2 separate regions of the Ovis aries genome follow, and region 1 is linked to region 2. A link is a contact called in public Hi-C data. All regions are on one chromosome and are shown on one strand. Each heading gives the region's core, a stretch centred on a gene start, on an enhancer-like site or on the middle of the called end of the contact. The rest is flanking DNA. Distances are from core to core; before and after follow the strand shown.

What was found. Hi-C and Micro-C count contacts between places; a contact is called where the count stands out from the background.
Region 1: a Hi-C map of hypothalamus shows a contact between it and region 2, with 2.4 times the contacts expected there. The contact joins two enhancer-like sites. A contact is called at or near these places in 2 of 16 Hi-C or Micro-C datasets (blood and hypothalamus).

Annotation. Positions count from the first base shown.
Region 1 is chr13:28,815,660-28,822,395 of ARS-UI_Ramb_v3.0, reverse strand. It overlaps CDNF (cerebral dopamine neurotrophic factor), which reads left to right. Exons shown (of 4, transcript XM_004014237.6): 3 at 49-190; 4 at 5,237-6,736. The coding sequence ends at 5,415. Among named protein-coding and RNA genes, the nearest start is that of CDNF, 17 kb to the left of the region's middle. Within about 2 kb of position 2,220, at least 3 of the 54 cell types and tissues checked have an H3K27ac peak or open chromatin away from gene starts, as enhancers often do. A contact at or near this core is called in hypothalamus, where this site is marked.
Region 2 is chr13:28,548,521-28,556,045 of ARS-UI_Ramb_v3.0, reverse strand. No RefSeq gene overlaps it. Among named protein-coding and RNA genes, the nearest start is that of FAM107B, 87 kb to the left of the region's middle. Within about 2 kb of position 1,460, at least 3 of the 54 cell types and tissues checked have an H3K27ac peak or open chromatin away from gene starts, as enhancers often do. A contact at or near this core is called in hypothalamus, where this site is marked.

The DNA of each region.
Region 1 (6,736 bases), core at 971-3,470, 270 kb before region 2:
TGCTTTTTCCAGTGTCTGGGACCCTAAATTCTCTTTGTTCCCCTTCAGTGCTACTATCTAGGAGCAACAAAAGATGCCGCTACTAAGATCCTAAGTGAGGTCACTCGCCCGATGAGTGTGCACATGCCTGCAGTGAAGATTTGTGAGAAGCTGAAGAAGATGGACAGTCAGATCTGTGAGCTGAAATATGGTATAATGGAGTTTAATGTTCCCCCCCCTGCCCCCAATGTCCAATGTATTGCCAGTTCCCTAAGCATGGGGCCAGGTTTCTAAACAGTGTTAGAAGGAAAGGAATTCTACACTTGCTAATAGGATGCTGGGCTACTGGATGGTGTCCTGTGTTGTCTGAGCTTCTTTCAGGAAAGAAAAATGAATTCTGGCACAATCAGCATTAGGTGAAACTGCCCACCCAAATGGCAAAATTTAAACTCTTTAATCACCAAGACATTTTCAACTACATATGTCAAGGAAAAGTTCAAAATATCAAGGGAGGGGCTTCTCTGGCGGTCCAATGGTTAAAACTCTGCCCTTTCAATGCAGGGGGCATGGGTTGAATCCCTGATCAGGAAACTAAGATCCCACATGCCATGTGGTATGGCCAATTAAAAAAAAAAATTCAAGGGAGCAGCTATTCATGGTGAATTAGCTCTTGGTAACCTATTAAGCCCTGGAGAAGGAAATGGCAACCCACTCCAGTACTCTTGCCCAGAAAATTCTATGGATGGAGGAACCTGGTGGGCTACAGTCCATGGGGTCACAAAGAGTCAGACACGACTGAACGACTTTACGAACCTATCAAGACCAAAGGTGCATCTACTCAAAGGTAATGTAAGGACCCTGAACTTTTAAATGGGGCTCTAACATTCTTCCTAAGTCTATCACTCTGCCAGGTTTAACTTTTAGGAAATAGGTTAATCACATTAAATCAGATTTTGGCTGATGAAATAGACTTATCAAGAGTGCTGAAAATAAACAGCCAGAAAAGGAAGATGTCCTATTTAAAACGTTATCCTTGGCCTTATAAATTTTACATACATATATCTATTCTCATACAGATAATTTGTATCTGGGCCAGCCTTTGGGGTAGATGGATAGGACTTATAGAAGGCTGGGGAATTCCGCCTTTAGCCCATCCTTTAACCCCTCCAGTTCCACCAGGAGAAGTCCATTTCTTTTGTTTATGTCATTGTTTTCACATTACATACATGGCGTAGTATTTTAAACTACCTAAGTAATTAGTACCCAACTCTGAATCATTAATATTTTAGTCTTATTTTCCAACATAGCTGTGTAATATGCCTGTGCGCCATAGCTGCACATCTGGCTTTAAAAAGGTTTAATGTCTGGAAGATATCAAAGACAACCTGTTTCTCAGCTGGGCAAGGGCAAGCCCTAACTTCCAGGGTGGTGATGATGGACTAGCATCTTTTTCTTAGCTTCCAAGTAATGAAGTAGAAGGAGGAATCACTGAGTCCGTAGGAAAAACAGTCCCCAAAGGGACAAAACTGTACTGATTCTTTTGTTTAGCACATTTCTTTGGAATAATTTCTGCTATGAGCAAGGTATCTTACTGGGCTCCTTGAATAATAGAAAAATTCATCAAATAGTATTGAGAAGGAATGAATACTTCACTAATGTTTCAGCAATGCTGGCCACTAGAGGCCCCTGGGGAGCCATGGACTGGATTTACTTTTGGTATCAACCTTTCCCCTGTAGCTTTAGGGTGCCATAGAGAATTTTCTTTTTAAATTGATATCAAATGATAAGTTCTCCAGAATAACCTGAAGAAACTACCAGCACCTAAAAGAAAGTAATTTTCTCCTTCCACTATTTATCTTGAATAGACCACTAGCTCTAAATTTTTCCCAGCTTCCTTTTGGTGAAAAAGTTGATATTGAACAAGGGCCTTTGAGCTGTGGAGTACTAAAATCTGGGCTATAAAAGGTTCTCTTAAAAGGTATTATTCTGTCATATCAACCATGAAATTAAAAAACAAGGTAAGTGTAGATTTGGAATATGTTTTCAATCAGGAAGGTGTTATTTGGTTTTGAACCTGAGAGGATGTTTCTGCTTTCTCTGTTTTTTTAAAAGAATAGGAATCATTATTAAAAATTGTAAAGATTCTTGAATTTATGGTTACCAGTGGAGGAAGGGTGGCGGAAAAAGATAGTTAGGGAGGTTGTTATTGAGATTTACACACTGCTATATTTAAAATGGATAACCAACAGGGACCCACTGTATAGCACAGGGAACTCTGCTCAACGTCATGTGGCAGCCTGGATGGGAGGGGAATTTGGGGAGAAATGAATACATGTATATGTATGGCAGAGTCCCTCTCCTATGCACCTGACACTATCACAATATTGTTAATTGGCTACACACCAATTAAAATAAAAAGTTTAAATTCAAAATACACACACACACACGAATGGAAGAATTTTCTGCAGCACAGAGTGTAATGACCCTCCAAATAAAAAAGGCTCTATATACAATTTTGATTTATTTCCAGCTTTACTGAGATATAATTAACATATCAAAGTGTGTAAGTTTAAGGTATAAAATATGTTGATTTGATAAACTTATATAGTATAATATGATTACCATGTTAGCTAATATCTCCACCATTATCATGTAATTACCAATTGTGATGGTTAGCAAACAGCTCCATTATATCATCTAATTACCCTTCCTTTTTGTGCTGAGACTATTTAAGCTCTACTCTCTTAGCAACTTTCAAATATACAATACAGCATTATTAACTGTCTTCACCATTTTGTTCTTTCTCAGGACTGCTTTGACTATTCGGGGTCCTTTGTGATTCCATACAAATTTTAGGACTTTTTTTTCCCCTATCTCTGCAAAAGTGCCACTGGCATTTTAGTAGGGATTACATTGGTTTTATAGATAGTTTTGGATAGTATAGACATTTAGTTAAAAAAACACTTCATGTTATTGATTTTGGGCTGTGCTGTGGGTCTTGCTGCTTTATTCGGACTTTTCTCTAGTTGTAGTGTGCAGGCTTCCCATTGCGGTGGCTTTTCTTGTTGCAGAGGGCTTCCCAGGTGGCGCAGTGGTAAAGAATCCAACTGCCAATGAAGGAGACGCAGGAAACCTGGTTCAGTCCCTGGGTGGGGAAGATCTCCTGGAGTAAGAAATGGCAACCCACTCCAGTATTCTTGCCTGGCAAATCCCGTGGACAGAGGAGCTTGGTGGGCTAGCCTATGGGGTCACAAAGAGTCAGACATGATTAAGCACGCCATACTCAAATGCTGAGCGCCTCCTGTTGCAGAACACAGGCTCCAGGCATGTGGACTTCAGTAATCGCAGTGCACAGGCTTGGCAGTTGCACTTGTGCTCTGGAGCAGAGGCTGAATGGTTGTGGCCCATGGGCTCAGCTGTTCTGTGGCCTGTGGAGTCTTCCTGGATTGAAACTGTGTCCCCTGCATTGGCAGGTGGATTCTTATCCACTGAACCACCAGGGAAGTCCAGTATGGACATTCTGAATTCTTCCAAACCATAAATATGGGATCTCTTTCCATTTGTTCGTGTATTCTTCAATTTCTATCATCCAAGTCTTGACATTTTCTGTGTACAGATCTTTGACCGCCTTGATTAAGTTTTTTTCCTAAGTCTAAAATTCAACTTTTAAATTAGGATACACTTATTGGAAAATTTTGATAAGTCACTTGACAGCTCTGTTAGGTTATTAAAAGGCTTTTAAATGCCATGTTCTTTCATGTAGGTGTAAAAAGAAGTGCTTCAGAAGATGTCAAACCAAAAAAGTCCTAGGATGCCACTAATTTTTAAAAAATATTTTAGCTACACCATGCAGCATGTGGGATCTTAGTTCCCTGACCCAGGATCAAATCTATGCCTCTTGCAGTGATTAAGATTTTCCTTTCCAATGCAGAGGGTACAAGTTCAATCCTTGGTTGGGGAGCTAAGTGTGTAGTCTCAACCACTGGACAGCCAGAGAAGTCCCAGAACTAATAGTTGAATAAGTCAACTGAAGTGCTGTAGCTATAAGCAAGCATCCACCTAGTGGCTGGGGAGGTGGGGAGGGACACTTTGTTTTGAAAGAGAAAAACTGCCCCTTTCTGATACAGAAATCATAGTCATGAGTATATTATAGATGAGCTTAATTGTTTTTTTCTATTGTTGGGCTTGGCAATAGAGCAGTAGCTGAGTTCTCTGAAGATAATCTGTAAATAGGGAAACAGTAGTCTTGCTAGAGGAGTTAGATGCTGGTGACAGATACTATTGGCAAGAATGTTAGGAACCAGATTGGCTGGTACAGAAGCACCAGCATTAGAGAAGTTGGTATACCCCAAAGGACTGTAAATCAACTCTGTGTGGCTTGGTGATCTCAGTAGGGGAGGGGAAATCAGGTGAGTTTAAGCTGAGATCCAGAATAGCTAAGGATTGGTGAGAATGCTCCTAATTTCATTCATGTGTTTGTGTTTCTTTAAATTTGTATTTTAAAACTAGCTAAAATTCTTTATATTGTATTTATATTCTTTAAATTTATATTTTAAAATTGTATTTAAATTCTTTAAATTTGTATAAAAACTAATTTGTATTAGTGCTTTGTGATTTATATGCTCACCCGTTTTACCTCAGACATATCTTTCTATAAAAACTGAACCATGGGATTTCCCTGGCAGCCTAGTGATTAAGATTTCACTTTCCAATGCAGAGGGTACAAGTTCAGTCCTTGGTTGGGGAGCTAAGATACCACATGCCTCACAGCCAAAAAAAAAAAAAAACATAAAACAAGCAATATTTTAACAAATTCAATAATGACTTTAAAAATGGTCCACATTTAAAAAAAAAAAAAACTAAAAGAGAAAGTGAACCATACTTTCTAGTAAATTACAATCCATGCTTTCAGTTGGCCACACACAAGGCCATCCCAAGGCACCAGCCTCTTGATTCCTTTATTTTTGCCTTAAAAGTAGCGATTAGGATGTGGTGCTATTTGTTTTAGGAACACTGCATAGGTCCCCATTTTGCAACAAGTATGATTCCATGGACAGGAAAGCTGATAGATCATGAGTTATCCTAAAATAGCTTTATATACGATACATTTTTCTTAGGTATGTCTTGGTTTCCATAGACCTTGGAATTCTTCCCCACTTTGGATCACAGGGTAGACAATACCAAGATAAGTAACACCATTTGCTTTTCTTAGTTTTTTTTTTTTTTTTAATGTATCCCTTTCCTTTTTGTCATGAAGAAAAGAAACTGGACTTGGCATCAGTGGACCTGTCCAAGTTGAGAGTAGCAGAGCTGAAGCAGATACTGCATGGCTGGGGAGAAGAGTGCCGGGCCTGTGCAGAAAAAACCGACTACGTGAATCTCATCAAAGAACTGGCACCCAAGTATGCAGCGACGCACCCCCAAACAGAGCTCTGACTCCTGGAAGCCAGCGCACCATTGGCTGTAATTAGAGACAAAATGCCTCTCTAGGATATGGATGCATTGGTTGAGAGGAACCAGGAATTTCAATATATGTGGTCTCAGACTTTTTGTTTGGGTATGACACTTCAGAATTGGTTACCTGAGTTTATAAGTAGAACTGTTAGTATTAGTGGTTTCTTAAATCTGCAGTGTACCAAAACCTACAAGTGCCTTTCTCATAATTTTCTTATATGCCAATTACCATTGCCTATCTCCTTACACTGGGAAAAGGGAACCACTGAAAAATCAGTGGAGTAAATTGATTCTAAGTAGGAAGAGAGTACTCAGAAGCTTTCTGTATGCTGCTGCTGCTGCTGCTAAGTCGCTTCAGTCGTGTCCAACTCTGTGCGACCCTATAGACCCTAGACAGAGTCGACTAGGCTCCTCTGTCCCTGGGATTCTCCAGGCAAGAACGCTGGAGTGGGTTGCCATTTCCTTCTCCGATGTACGAAAGTGGAAGGTGAAAGTGAAGTCGCTCAGTCGTATCCGACTCTTGGTGACCCCATGGACTATACAGTCCTGAAATTTTCCAGGTCCCCCCCCCCTTTTTTTTAGTATTACACATATAAGCAATATTATATGACATTTATATATTGCTTATATGTGGATTATAAAAAAGGGGGCACAAATGAACTTATCTACAAAACAGAGTCACAGAGGTAGAAAACAGTCTTATGGTTAGTTACTAAGGGTGGGGGGATGAAGAAGGGATAAACTGGGAGATTAGAATTGATACACACTCCTGTATATAAAATAGGTAACTAAGAAGAGCATGCTGTGTAGCACAGGGAACTCTACTCAATTACTCTATAATGGGCTATATGAGAAGAGAATTTTTTAAAAAGCGGATGTATGTATGTGTATAACTAATTGACTTTGCTGTAATACCTGAAACTAACACAACATTGCAAAGCAACCATACTCCAATTAAAAAAAAATATGTTGGATTAGGACAAAAGAAAAGATGTTTAGCTTACCTAATTCCCAACTTCAACTCAAATGATGACCTGGTGAAATCAGAAGTTTTTTAAAAAGTAAACTTTGTATTTAGCTGTAAATTACTTTACCATCTGGGGCTTCCCAGGCGACTCAGTGATAAAGAATCCACCTGCCAATACAGGAGACACAGAAGACACAGGTTTGATCCTCGGGTTGGGAAGATCCCCTGAAGTAGGAGATGGCAAACCACTCTAGTAGTCTTGCCTGGAGAATCCCATGGACAGTATTCTTGCTTGGAGAACCCCATGGACAGAGGAGCCTGGAGGGCTATAGTCCA
Region 2 (7,525 bases), core at 211-2,710:
CCCAGGGATGCCTCTGTCCCTACTGCCCCTTCTCACCATGGCAGGACCCTAATTCAGATGCTTCTAGAAATCGAGGCTTCCCTGGGGGTCATCTTCAGTGACAAGGCAAGGCAGTCACATGGAACCTCTGTGCACGTCCACTCTGGCGAGAGGAAGGCTGGCGGCCTCAGGCTTCTAAATTTGATCCTTTCTGCTAGGCTGTTTTAATCTGCAGAACTGAGTGGTCATGAGGCGTAAATGAAATAATAAAAATCAAGCCCTGGCTTAGGGCGCAGTCTCTATAGACCCACCAAGGAGGGGGCTGACTGCTGCTATTACTGCCCTCAAAAGTGATGCAACGGACTACCCTGGTGGTCCAGTGGCTGCGACTCTGCTTCCAGTGCAGGGGGCATGGGTTCCATCCCTGGTTGGGGAACTAGGGTTCCCACAGGCTCTGTGGCACAGCTTAGAAAGAAAGAAAAAAACAACAAAAAAATTTTTTTAAAGATGCAAGATGCTGCCCTCTACTGTGCATCAGCAGAACTTTAAGTTTTTAGTTAGAATTGAAATTAATTAATGAATTTAGTATTATTTCCCCTGTTGGCCCTAAGATTTTTTTTTTTCAGGATATCTGTTTTCTGTTCTTGATCTGAGGTGTCTAATGGAAGTCAAGCACGTCCAGCTGACGCGCTAGCCTCCGGCACAGAGAGCAGAGCCTCTCTCTCCTGGTCCCATAGCCCCTTTTCCTGTGGGGTGGTAGGTGAGTCCCTGGGCCTCCGGATGCGCAGTGTTTCTCATCTGTAAACTGATGAAAAGGGCTACCCAACCCTTTTCAGTCTACAGCGAGTCCGAGGAGCACAGTTTCACCCTTTCATTCATTAGTCCGACCAATCCGTGGTGGAGCCTGCTGAGTACCAGCCCTGGATCCCTCGTGAGGAAGGAGGTTGGGGGTGGGGGACTGCCATCCGGGAACCAGGGACCCAGGAGGAAATAGACCGACACGCAAAATGAACAAGCCATAGAACCATTTTTCAAGGGACTCCTTCCTCCATTCTTGGCTTCCAGCCTTTTTCCTTTCCTAATACTAACATTCTTTTCTGAAACACGAATCTGGACATCACTGCCTTGCTCAGAAACCGGCTCCTTGTTCAATATAATAAAGTCCAGTTTCTCTGTTCCGGACGTTTCTCTCTTCCGGCCGCTCCATCAAGCTGCTTCCGGTGTTTTGAACTCATAGCAGGTGGCCTTGGCTGGGCATCAGGCGCACTGCCAAGTAAGTGCTTTATCTGTTCATCTTTGCCACAGCCCAAGAGCTCCTGTCACTACCCTCTGCTTATCGATGGGGAAACCAAGGCAGGGAGGAGCCAAGGAACTGGCCTGAGGCTGCACAGCTTGTAAAGAGCAGGTCCCTGGAGCTCAGACCCAGGTCCCACTTATGGCAGAGCCAGTGTCCTTGGCTTCTGTGCCACACTGCCACCTAGCTTCCGGCTTCTGCACCTCTGCTCACATCGGGTGTGTGGGCCGTCTAGTGAAATCTCATCAATTACTCATGAGGCAGCTCAGAGGTCCTGAGCACCACCAGACTGCCCCTCACATCCATGGCCCTGCTCTGGCCACCCCCAGCCCTGGAAGGGCCCCTGCTTGGGTCAAGCCTTATCACGTGTGGCGGAGTTCATACTCATTTGCCTCCCTGGACATGTGACCAGGATCTCATCCACACCTGTAGCAGCCTGAACGAAACACAGGTTTGCTGAATGGCAGGAAATGAATAGCTCAGGAGAGAGTGCCCTGCATGCTGGAAAACCTCAGAGAATCAGAAGTCAGCAGATGCTTTTAAAATGCCTTTATAAAATGCAAACAGATATAGGAGATGAAATGTTCGCTTGTGCCTGAGCATTTCTTGGTCTTGATTTTAGTATTACAATTCAGGATGGCTTCTGCCATTTTAACCAGGGTTCACTATCTGGGGAAGTGCTTGTGTTACTTACTGAGAAAGAGACTTGAAACTATCCTGACACAGACTTTGCACAAAGGCAACCTTGAGGGAATTCCCTGGTGGTCCACTGGCTGGGACTCTGTGTTGCCAATGCAGGGGACCTGGGTTCAATCCCTGGTCAGGGAACTAGGTCCCACATGCCGCAACTAAGACCCGGTGCAGCAAAATTGTTTGTTTGTTTGTTTTAAAGGCAACCTTGACCCTACTGACAGAGCTCCAAGTAGCTTCATTGAAGTGACTTGGACTGGGAGAAAAGTTTTTTCTTCATCCTTTACCTCACCAGGAAATGGGTAGGACCCTGGTCTCGGATTCATGCACTTGGTTCTGTCTGGGGCTCTGCCCCTCACTGACTGTTCCTTATTAAACTTCTCAGTGGAACAAGGAGTTCCCCGAATGATTTCTGGGATTCCTTCAAATCCTAGGGTTCTTAGATTCAGACCTTGGCTCTGCAGCCTCATTGCTTAGAGTCATTTAATTGATTTTAGAAAGCGGTTTCCTTGGCTATAAATTGGAGCTGGCCTAAATTATCAGAAGTCTGTGGGCATTGTGGAGAAATATGAATGTAAATTGCCCTTGTAATTAAAAATCTAACAAAGAGGGACTTCCTGGTGGTCCAGTGGCTAAGACTTCACACTCCCGATGCCAGGTGGGCCCGAGTTTGATTCCTGGTCAGGGAACTGGCTCCCACATCCTGAAACTAAGGGTTCACACTCCACAACTAAAGATCCCCGCATGCCACAACTGAGACCAGTGCAGAAAAATAAATAGTTATTTTTTTAAAAATCTAATTAATGGAAAGTACTAAAGAGTGCAGTGTGTTGTCAAAAGTAAGTTCCAAAGGATGGCTCCCTATGGCAGCAGCCAATTTTCTCTTTTTAGAGGATTAGTTAGATAGGTGAAATCTGGAGTCTTTTTTTGAGGGGGGGGAGTGCTGTGTGACAAAATGTGATTTATATAGTCTTTGACAATAGAAACTACATCCCTTGTTCTCTAAATAGATTGTCTTCCTCTTTCTCTGGTCTTCACTTTCTCTCATTTCATCATATTTATCTGATCTTCCTGAATAATAGTTCTAGACTCAAAAACGAGTAACCTTAATGCCTTTTGTGACTGCAAATGAAAATTGCTTTATATGAAATAATTTGGAATCAGGGAGAAATTATAACATTAAAAAAACAACATTTTCTTAAATAATGTTATGCGCTTGGCTATTGTAAATAGGGCTGCTATAAACACTGGGGGGGCATGTATCTTTTTGAATGAACCTGGTCATGGGAGCATGAGTGTTTGCTTTATAATTATTTACAACACAGACATTCTGTACATACTCTTCTTAGTATGAAATATTCCACAGTCCCTTTTTTTTCAATGACAACATTTCGGTTAAACCTAACGATTGGTTCTGTAAGAAAAACCTTGGTCCCCTAGGAAGTGGACACCAGCATATCTGGGAAGAAGAAAGAAGCCAGGAGCTTTCACAATATGATGGTCTTGAAGAAAGGTTCTCTAGTTTCACCTCTGAGCAGGCCTCTCTCCCTCTGCCCTGCAGTACTATCTTGCCTATTAACCAGCTCTCCCTGTGGGTTCTAGCAACTGCCAATACGCAGTGGAGTGAATACAATTTGTTCTGAGGAACAAAGGTAAGATAATTAGGGTGCATTCACATTGCAGCAAAAGGAATTAGATTAGATTTGCTTCACCTGTTACTTGTTTAAATCAATAGCACTGGCAACCATTGTAATAAATCTGTAGGATGTATATTGGCCTTACCACATCTGTCCATGCAAACCCCAGACCCCCTTATCTTCATCTCCTTTTACTGGCCGCTTATTGGGAGGCTGCTCGAGTACAAGCATCTGTTGATAGGAGATTTTATTTGGAATTCACTTAAAAGCCCAGATCCCTATAAAAATGGAACAAACGGAGGTTATAAGGGGAGGAGAGCCCGTGCATAATAAATTACCCTTCACTTTCACTTTGTAATTTCTTTTGGCCCTAATCTCCATTTTTATGTCTGCGTTAAACATGACAGAGATTTGTCTGTCCGTGAGGGCTCTGGGGGCACTGGAGTGTGAGGCCCTTGAAAACCGGACTCTCCGCTGTTCTCAGAGGAAGAAGTACTTTGGGATGCTCCTACTAGAAATTTCGAAGTGGGACCTTCAGTGTATCATTTGGGGAGGTAAAGTCCATGCAACAGCGTCTTATTTCCATCAGCTTCTTCTATAAGGGGTTTTACTGTTATTTTAATAGGATGGATATGTCTCTTCGAAAAGAGCACCATGTAAGGGAATGAATAAATAACTAGTAAGTAAGATTTAAATTCATTCTAATAACAGACTGTCTTAGTTATTTCCCTCCAGACATTGGACATACCCCATGTTATTCTGCAGCACCAGTGCCTAGTGTGGTAGGAGCCACTGGTGGGGACGGAGCCACTGGTGGGGACTGAGCCACTGGTGGGGACTCACTGAATCACACTGAATGAATGAATGGATGTCCAGCATCCACGCTTTCATTAGTGCTCTTTCCTGACCATACTTTCAGGATCCCTGGATCTGGAGGCTTTTCCCCCAGCTTGTTATTCTGTTAATTTTGAGTGGAAAAACAGTAACAGGTTTCCATTGCACCCAGCACTAAGGTCATCAGTAACCTGAGGCTGTGTTTGTGGTATTAGGATCTTAAAGATCAAGATTCTGTTTGTATCTGGAATAAAAAATTGAGTTGTGCTAATTCATGTGGAATAGCACATCACATCTTTTCCCATAAAATGAGATTATTAAATGAATTGTAAATATAATGGATGAGTTTAGATGGCCTCTCAAGGGAATTAAAAGAGATATCCTCTACTTCAGGCTCCAAAGCTTTGGATCTCTTCCTTCAGTTCAGTTCAGTTCAGTCGCTCAGTCGTGTCCGACTCTGCGACCCCATGGAATGCAGCATGCCAGGCCTCCCTGTCAGATCCCTTGGTGGTTGTCAAAACCAATTTCTGGGCCCTGAAAATAAAGGAAAAAAAGCACCTGTCCATAGGGGTCACTCATCATGCCTCCCAAACATAAATTTCTGTGAAATAGAACCATAAGAGTGGGAATTTAAGGCAATGTGTAGTTAGTGAGAAATATTTTTCTTTTTGCTAGGCTGTGTATGAAATTGAATGGTTATGAAAGCAGTCTGCCTTCACTGCAGGCACACAGATTTGGAGGTCAAGCACAGATGCCCTCCACAGAAGCACAGGGCCAGGGCCTGCTGAGGGTTGTAGTGCCCGAGAACCTCCTTGGCCTCTCAAACATCAAAGTGCCCAGGAATCAATACCTGTGCTCTGCCAGTATGTCTACTGAACCAGAGCCAATATCATCAGTGAGTAACTTCCTAGGAAATGTCTCTTTTTCCTTTCTTCTTTCCTCTCTCCTCCATCCCTCCCTCTTTCTTTGTTCTTGTTTTGATTTATAACAAGAGCACCGTGGCTGAATTTTTTACAAGCATTTGACAAAAACCCCACCACAGCCTAGAACATCAACATTCATCTTCTGGATGACGTGTGCCAGTCAGCCGTTTCCCTGTTGACCAAAAAAGAGGCTTCCAGCTCCCTGGAGGGGCAGGAACACACAGAGACAATAAGACCATAAAAGTGCATTCCAAGCTGGAGTGAAGGGCCATGAGGTGTCGAGGCAGGGGGAGTTCGTGGTTTCCCAGGTAAGCAGATCTAGAGTCAAATCCTGTTTCATTTATGCATTCACTCAGAAAGTATTTGAATATATGAATATCTGTCCTATTGGTCAGATTCTGTTCCAGGCATCCATGGTATATCAGTAGACAGAGAAATTCCCTATTTTCATTGAACTTGCAAGCTCATAGAGCATGTGAAAGACAATGCAACCAAATTACCATGTTTTGTTGATCTGGGGGAAGTACAGAGTTTCCCCATTAGCTGCTCTGAATTTGGGGGCCTTTCTGTAATCACAGGGCATCTTACAACTGCTGTCGGCCAGGCAGCTGCCATTAAGTATGTCATCAACTGCGACTGTGCTGAGCAAGCTGTGAAATAGGAGCGGGGCAGGTGCACAGCCGTTATCGCGAGAGTATTGGCACGAGACCCGGAAAGCGACCGTTAGAGATCCCGCTGTGCCAATGGTCAGCCTGGCAGTGGCGGTCCTCACGGCAGAAAGTGTGGTGAGAGGTGGATTACAGCCTTCTCCCCGGGGGCCTCCAGGTGCTCTGCCCTCAGGCCAGCAGGTGAACTGGGGGGCCGTGGGGACAGGCCAGGGGCTGTGTCTCACACGGCTGCCCGTTGGTCGGGTCCAAGCCTGGAAGTGACCGTGAACCTCTTCCCGGTCCTCGCCTGTGAGACTTGATGGCGACGTTAGTCGTCTCCACGGTTCACCGTCCACAGAAGCCCCAGCAACGGAAGGATACACACACCATTCAGGTAATGCCTTCAACCAGCTTCAGTCTCTCCTTTCAAGTTTCAGAAATCAGTCTGGCTTAGATGAGTTGTCTCACTCTGGGAGGTCAGGGTTAGATTGCAGGGACATTGCGTGTCATTACTTCGGGTCCACCTCTGTGGTCCGGGCTGTTCTAAGAAGAGCAATCATTGTGAATTTGGAATTAACCCAATTGGTATTAGCTACAACATGTATTCCTATTGATCCTCTACAAAGGATTCTCTCCAGTTAAATGAAAAGCCTGGGGGCGGCGGGGTCCTGGGTGCCTGGCTCCCTCATTGATGATAGCTGGGTGGGGACTTGGATCTGAGGGGGCTGCCAGCTGAGATCAACCTCTTCAGCAGGGCCTGGGTGCTAGCAGGAGGACCCGGACTGGGGGCTCGGCCAATGCTCCTGGGACTCTGTCCTCTTAGCCAGGATCTGACCCTCAGAGAGTGAAAGCCGAGCCTTAGGACCTTGCCTTTTATCCGAATGGAGAATAACGTTTGGTGAAGGTTTACAGGAACATCGTGACCTGACCATGACTTCACCTCAAGAACAAAGGACCTAGGACTTCCCTGGTGGTCCAGTGGTTAAGACTTCACCTTCCAGTGTAGGGGATGCAGGTTTAATCCCAATCCCTGGTAGCAGAACTAAGATCCTATAAGCCTCATGGGCACAAAACCAAAACATAAAACAGAAGTAATATTATAACAAGTTCATTAAGGACTTTAGAAATGATCCACATCAAAAAAATCTAAAAAAAAAAGAACAAAGGATCTGACACCAAGAAGTCTGCAACAACTAACCATGCCCCTTTCCTAGAAAAGGGCTTTGCTGAAAGCTCTCTGGGAGTTTGGGGTTTTTAAGGCATGAGCCACCTGTCTCCTTGCAGGGGCCCTGCAATAAACCTTTCTCTGCTGCAAACTGTAACATATTGCTATCCTTTGTTCTCACTGTGCATCAGGCACATGGACTTGAGTTTGATAACAGTTGATCATAATGTTGCTGCTCCAATCCAGTTGTGCAGATTGTTGGTACTCTATGCATAGAATTTAATTTGCCACTTAAAGATGTCTCCAAAAAGAGTCCTTGATGATTCGGCATTGAAACAACAATCTATGTACACTGA